Linked DNA regions of Bombyx mori: region 1 is linked to region 2. A link is a contact called in public Hi-C data. All regions are on one chromosome and are shown on one strand. The core of a region is the stretch at or near the end of the contact, and the rest is flanking DNA. Distances in the headings are between cores, read along the strand shown. Region 1 overlaps LOC100302603 (enhancer of split mbeta-2). Region 2 holds the start of E(spl)mbeta (enhancer of split mbeta).

The links. A called contact is a pair of places that touch in the nucleus more often than the background predicts.
Region 1: a Hi-C map of whole pupa shows a contact between it and region 2, with 1.9 times the contacts expected there. The contact joins the enhancer-like site here to the promoter of E(spl)mbeta in region 2. A contact is called at or near these places in 2 of 7 Hi-C or Micro-C datasets (middle silk gland and whole pupa).

What each region holds. Positions count from the first base shown.
Region 1 is chr3:10,234,886-10,238,065 of ASM3026992v2, forward strand. All of the region lies in intron 1 of LOC100302603 (enhancer of split mbeta-2), which reads left to right. It overlaps LOC134201507 (a long non-coding RNA gene), which reads right to left. Exons shown (of 4, transcript XR_009976843.1): 3 at 2,389-2,437; 4 at 1-1,601. Among protein-coding and RNA genes, the nearest start is that of LOC101741933, 12 kb to the left of the region's middle. Within about 2 kb of position 1,791, at least 6 of the 8 cell types and tissues checked have open chromatin away from gene starts, as enhancers often do.
Region 2 is chr3:10,071,851-10,074,863 of ASM3026992v2, forward strand. It overlaps E(spl)mbeta (enhancer of split mbeta), which reads right to left and starts at 1,579. Exons shown (of 1, transcript NM_001170995.1): 1 at 555-1,579. The coding sequence starts at 1,538. The coding sequence ends at 933. The region is part of intron 1 of LOC100302603 (enhancer of split mbeta-2); the gene reads left to right.

The sequences.
Region 1 (3,180 bases), core at 541-3,040, 160 kb after region 2:
CAAGTAATTTTTAAATGTCAAACTAGCCAGAAGCGAATTGTAACGGTATCTTAATTGTACCGTGTACTATGGGCACACACAAATGCAGTATATTCACTTCCTTATCATTGAAAAAATTCATTCATCTGAATAAAAATATGCGGTTCACGGGTTGGCGATAAATTTTTTTTTGGGAATATCAAAATCTCAAGGGAAGAGAATGTGTTGGTTTTTGTTAATTTATCTTCGAAAACCATTAAACTGTATGAGTTTTCGAGAAATGTCATATGAATTTCCAAACAGTTATAAGGCGGTTGAAGGTCGCGTCTTGGTCGTATAATTATGGAAGTAATTGCAGTACTATGTCCGTAAATATCACTGACAGCATTTACGTTCGAAGCAGTAAGGTTCAATTTCGATTATACCAAAATAATTGGGTGTTCAAGTAATAATACCATTATTGACGATAATTTCGCTGTATCGATTACAAGTCACATTGGATTGTAGATGATGGTTTAATTTATATAAAAAAAACTTTGTGCAGTACCTGTTAAATAAAAAAAAAGCTGTTGTTTATTTACGGCCATTGGTTATCTGCCGTTATAGTTTTTCTCAGTTTTGCTAATAATATTTAAGTAATAATAACTTGGCGGGAATTTTTTGAAACTACAATAGATTTTTTTTAAAAGTGCTGAGAAGCTACCTACGTCCAGCATTCGTGTTCTGTTTCTCTTCACTCGTTGAATTTTTCAAATATTTAGTGGTTTAAAATCAGCAATTAATATGAGTATGCTATGTCCAAGCTTGAATAATAAACGTGAATATAATAATATAAAAATTTACAAATTACAACACTAACAACATAACATCACAATTTAGGTTCCCGCCTAAAATGTCCGTTGAAATGTGTTTTACGAAAATAGCAAATTTTCCGCTTATTTAATCGGCTGTGCATTATATTTAATTTGATGTTTTCTTTAAACATGCCAAATAACACAATTAATAAATATATTTTGTTTACTAACAGTGGCATAGCGATCATTCTGAAACTTGGAAAAAATATTAACCTTAATTACGCCAATTTAACACCATTTTGTAAGTTCAAGGAATATTTTTTTCAAACTTATGTTTCAATATTCGGTGCTCAGAGCAAGTCATTATATGTATTACAATTTAGGGGGATTAATTAACTTGACATAGCCTTAAACGTAGACAATCGTTCATATTCCATATCAGAAAACGACTATAATAATTTACACACACAAAAAAATATATAAAAAAGATGCTCATACGTTTTCGTGACATTCAATTTAATCGCAAATCAAATAATGCCACAAGATCGTGACTCAGTATTTAAAATTCGAACCCGTTTCCCGCAAAAAAAAAAAAAAAACTCCTTGGCCCGATAACCGAGCCGCACCAAAAAAGTAAACAGTATCATTAAGCACACAAAATATGTTTTCCATTTGCACAGACGGTTCGAGTCGCTTATAATTTTGTATACGAGTGTTTACTCAGCAAGAAGTGCTGCGGATCGGCAACACCTGCCGTATTTTCCCACGAAAGCGTTCGGATGTCTTCGGGCACGCTCGGGTAACTTCGAGTGCCCTGACGTAAACGATCTATAAGATTAAAGAAAACGGTCGTTAATTATTAGACTGACAGTGTAAATTCAACTTTATTGCATACATTTAAGATATCATTTAACGAATCAAGGTATGTCTGTTACGACTTTTAACTAGGAAAATGCGAGATTATGCATGCGTGTTTATTATTATCGTCACGCGTACAAATCAGTGTGGCACGACCCTACACTATTTAATTTCAACTTACCGAAATATTCGTGAATAGTAATTGAATATTAGATCTATTTATTATTATAATATTGACACATATTATTCGATAATTTGACAAGTTTTTATATTAATAATACTTTAAATCATTTAAGTCGTTATTGATTTTGAGTTCATAAAATGCACAGAAAGTTTAGTGAATTGCTTTTAATTAGTGTTAATTTGGTGAAACGAACCATACAATTTTATAGGAATGTCGTGGAAATGTATTTTATGTAAATCTAAAACTTAATATCAATTGCCATTAAATTGTATGACGGAGCAACACTTTGAAAACAGCTTCACTGATTGGGTTGCTTAAATTTTCGTGATTTGGATTTTTTTTGCCTACATACTGCCTGCTACCTAAAGAGCTTATACTAGCTTCATTTGAACTATGTAGTTAAGGTAGTTCCGTGGGGTCGTTGCGTCCCCTTGCGGGGGCGCGGAGTGGGCCTCCGGGGGGGCATGTAACTCCCTGCCTATCGAGGCAGGAGTGATGAAATTGCTGGTATGGGCCTATATGTGCAGGTTTGAGCATCAAGTGGCATGCTGAGATGGAGGTGAGGACGGATACCTCTTCCTCTTCTTTCTTCCCTCTTCATCTCTCCATCCTCATCTTCACTCTAAACAGAAAGAGATTTTTATACTTTTTTTTTGGTCAGGAGGAAATTGTCGGACTTCCGCCCTCCACTAGGGATGGCGGGCGGGGCATAACAGAGTCGAACCGACTAAAAACCTCCTGTCGCTCAACGATCCACGTCTGAACCTCGCATGAGACAGAACTAATGAAAAATCAAAGGGGGGAAAGTGAAGCGTTTAGTTCGGAGCACATCTCCCCCATCACCTTCTCCTCTTTTTTTAAACCACAATTAGTATTTCATGAGGTTTCAGATAGGATACAGATACCGGTTAAGTACTCTATTTTAAGATTTTTAATAGTAGATACATTTATTGAATTGTAAAACGAAAATTGTATTTACCACATCTCATCTTAAATATCGCCAGATAATATCATATCATAAAGTTACAATATTATCTAGATACGTTTTAATTTACAATCATTAAATTATTGTAAACGGTTAATAGTTCTAAAAACAAAAAAACGCCCGAGGTACTTTTTCGCATCAGATAGCCACACCAAAAAAAAAAAAAACTTGCATCAGCTTATTTCAAGATCTCGAGGCAGTAATGAAGATCAATTTAAAAAAAAAAACGCGCGCACACACACACAAAACAATGAAGTTAATGTGATATTTATAAAACAAAAGTACGATCCGTTATGATAAATAAATAAATAAAAAGCGCTTGAATTGAAAAATGTTTACTGTCGTCCGACCAGCTCGCCTTGTGGACTGAAATAAACGGC
Region 2 (3,013 bases), core at 329-2,828:
ATCACAATCGTTCGCTTGAAGGTTTCGTGAATCTCGCATAATTATTTCCGTGATGACGCATGACGTGCGGTTAATGTTTAAAGATATGCCTACCGGTTGTAAACACGTTTGGCTTTCTACGCGATTCAGAATTCAAATGTAGCGCGATAAGTAAGTAAATTGTACGTCTAGTTGTGGAAAGATTATATCATGTAAGTAGCGCGAGTCAATAGCTCCGAGATGTAAACAGGAAAGTTACTCACACGCGCGGCGCCGACTTCAGTGTCAGAGGTTCGCGGGCGCCCTTAACCTCTTTCACGGCTTATCTCGCGAGATTTGACTCGTGATTTGTTTGTTTAGTTGATTGTTGACCTGCTGCTATATTTAGACCCGACAGATTGTCCTGTCTAAATTTCAATAGCTCTGCAATTGAAAATTTCCGAAAACGATACTAATTTGTATACCTATCTATACAAAAACCTTCAATCGAAATATAAATAAGTAAATGATATTGGTTTAATGATAATTTGAATGCAGGATGTTACGAGGACGAAGTTTAATGAAATGCAGTAAATGTGGTAAAAGATAATATTTTTATTAACGTATTATTATGTATTTTGTTCACATAAATGTGAAATCTTTTAACGATAAAATATAACAATGCGAACTTATCATGGTTCGATACAACATACAACATTTCTTATACATTATCTACCTATTACTCTTTTAATATCACAAATTAACTTAGATACTAAATTTTTAATTAAAGCTTTCAAGTTTGGACTTACGAGCTAAGATTTATAACCTACGCTGACTGTGAGATCTAATTTATATTTTCACATGAAACACTAAACTTAAGGGTGGGCGGACATAAGGGCGCGAGCGACTCCGAGCGGTGCTGGAACAGATGTGACCGCGGAGCCGGGTCCGCCGGCTCCATCCGGCACCGTAGTCTACCAGGGCCGCCACACAGCCGATGCTTTGGGCAGTGAGGTGTTCATGCTGCAGTCCAATGGAGTTGCTGTCTGTAGAGGCATCGGTGACGCCGGAGGAGATGGGCTCACGTAACCAGACGATGAAGAAACAGTCGAGAGAGCAGGGCTGGGAGGGCTTGCTGGTGGAGTTTCAGTGCCAGCGGCTGCTCGCTGCATTTCGTTCAGTCTGTGCCCGAGGTGGGTCATTAGTTGAGTGCCCAACCTCACGTCCACACCAGGAATTGAAGCCAGACAGCGGGAAACTTCGTTGGCGGCGTGAGTAAATCCAGCTCTGAAGCGATCCACATCCACGGTAGGGTTGAGTGACAAGCGACGCTGGCGTCTCAGCTTGTGAAGATGGCGAACGGTCAGTTCCAAGATATCAGCTTTTTCCAATTTGGCTACATTCTCTCCTTCAGATTGTAGAGCGCTGACCATCAGCTCCTTGAGTTCGTCGAGGCAGCGGTTGATGCGAGCGCGCCTCTTGCGCTCAAGCATCGGTTTCATCACTTTGCGATATTGATAAGTGCGCGAGACTGGCTGCGGACCGTCTTCCGCGACCGAATACGCGATCTCGTATGACATGTTGAATGTATGTGTGTCGTGAGTAAGAGCGTACGTTTGCGAAGAGCGTAGAACGCGGAATGCAGTATGGCGGTCGAGCGGGGGCTTATATAGGGAGTGGAGGGCGCACGATCGTGGGAACGCTGAGAGCCGTCGAGTTCCCACACGCGCCACCTGTGCGGAGCAGCTGCCGCCGGGGCGCGGGGGGACACGCGCCGCGCGTGCGCCTCGTAAACAATCGCCGCCGCGAGCGCACGCCGCGACGCCTCACCTCCCTAATTGACGTACAGATTCGCTTGCTACCGGTCATCTAAGTGTAGCTCAGATCATTCCAGCCACGTCTAGACCTCAAACAGAACTGTGGCTGTTTAAGCAATGATGTACTTACTGTACTTTTGTTGACGAAAAACTGGTTTTATTAACAACGGTGTTCGTTTATCATTTTCGAAATTTATTTCCTATTCTTCGTTAAACATATTAGTAGCCTTTAGCAGTTTTTAAATCGCCATTAATTTATCACCGATTAATTTAATTTATAAATTTATAACTTCACAGTCTGTAAGCAAGGCCAAGGGAAACGACTCCTAATTATGTCGAAAGTAAGTGCCCACTTATTTTATCGTTCCACATGCGTTTATCAATCAACCATTTCTCCATCGAGTTAAGTTTCATTACATCACGCGTGCATTTAATTAAAGTTATATCTAATTAATACTGGGGATTTGTGTACTGTCGCAACATAATATTATCGATCGGTCGGCTTTAGAGAGAGCTGCTTTACAATGGGCCCGCGTCAATTAAACTTCGATCTGGCTACTGTTGGCGTTCATCAATCACGGATTACTCTCCGTAATAATTATTGACAGGCAACAACAGCCGCAGCGCCTTAAATGAGCCGTTGCTTAATGACTTATAGTTCAAATAGTTTTGCAACGGCCTTCTGATTGAGCTTATATTGTATTCAATAAATCAGTTATGTTTGGCTTAGTCGCGAACGTTCCATTTTATTATTTGCATATGACCACCAAAGTGACCACATTAGTCATGTCGTACAACGTCATTTGTCGATCCAGAAACCAATGATCAAATTTTAGCATGGTTATAAAATATTTATACTTATGAAACATATATATTTATGGATTTGACAAAAATGTTGGCAAACAAATATTTGTTAGCTGTATGTCATTTTGATATAATGTTTATTAGAGCACATATTACTTTACCGCTTTATGTAAAAGTCTGAAAAAAATTAAACTTGTATAATTATGTGTTAAGCCAGAAATGCGCTCCATCGTATTTCATTGAAATTCTCTTAACAAGTAGGTACCTACTCACTTCGGTGGCATGGTCTGCTGATGGAGCCGGAAGCCATAAACCGAGATAGCTCTATTTTCGTTCTTTTTTTAATTCAAATAAATTATTTTGAATAAATCAATATAACGAAAATGATTCGGTAAACTTTCAACGGTGTTTAGGTATTAGATGTTTTTTTTTGG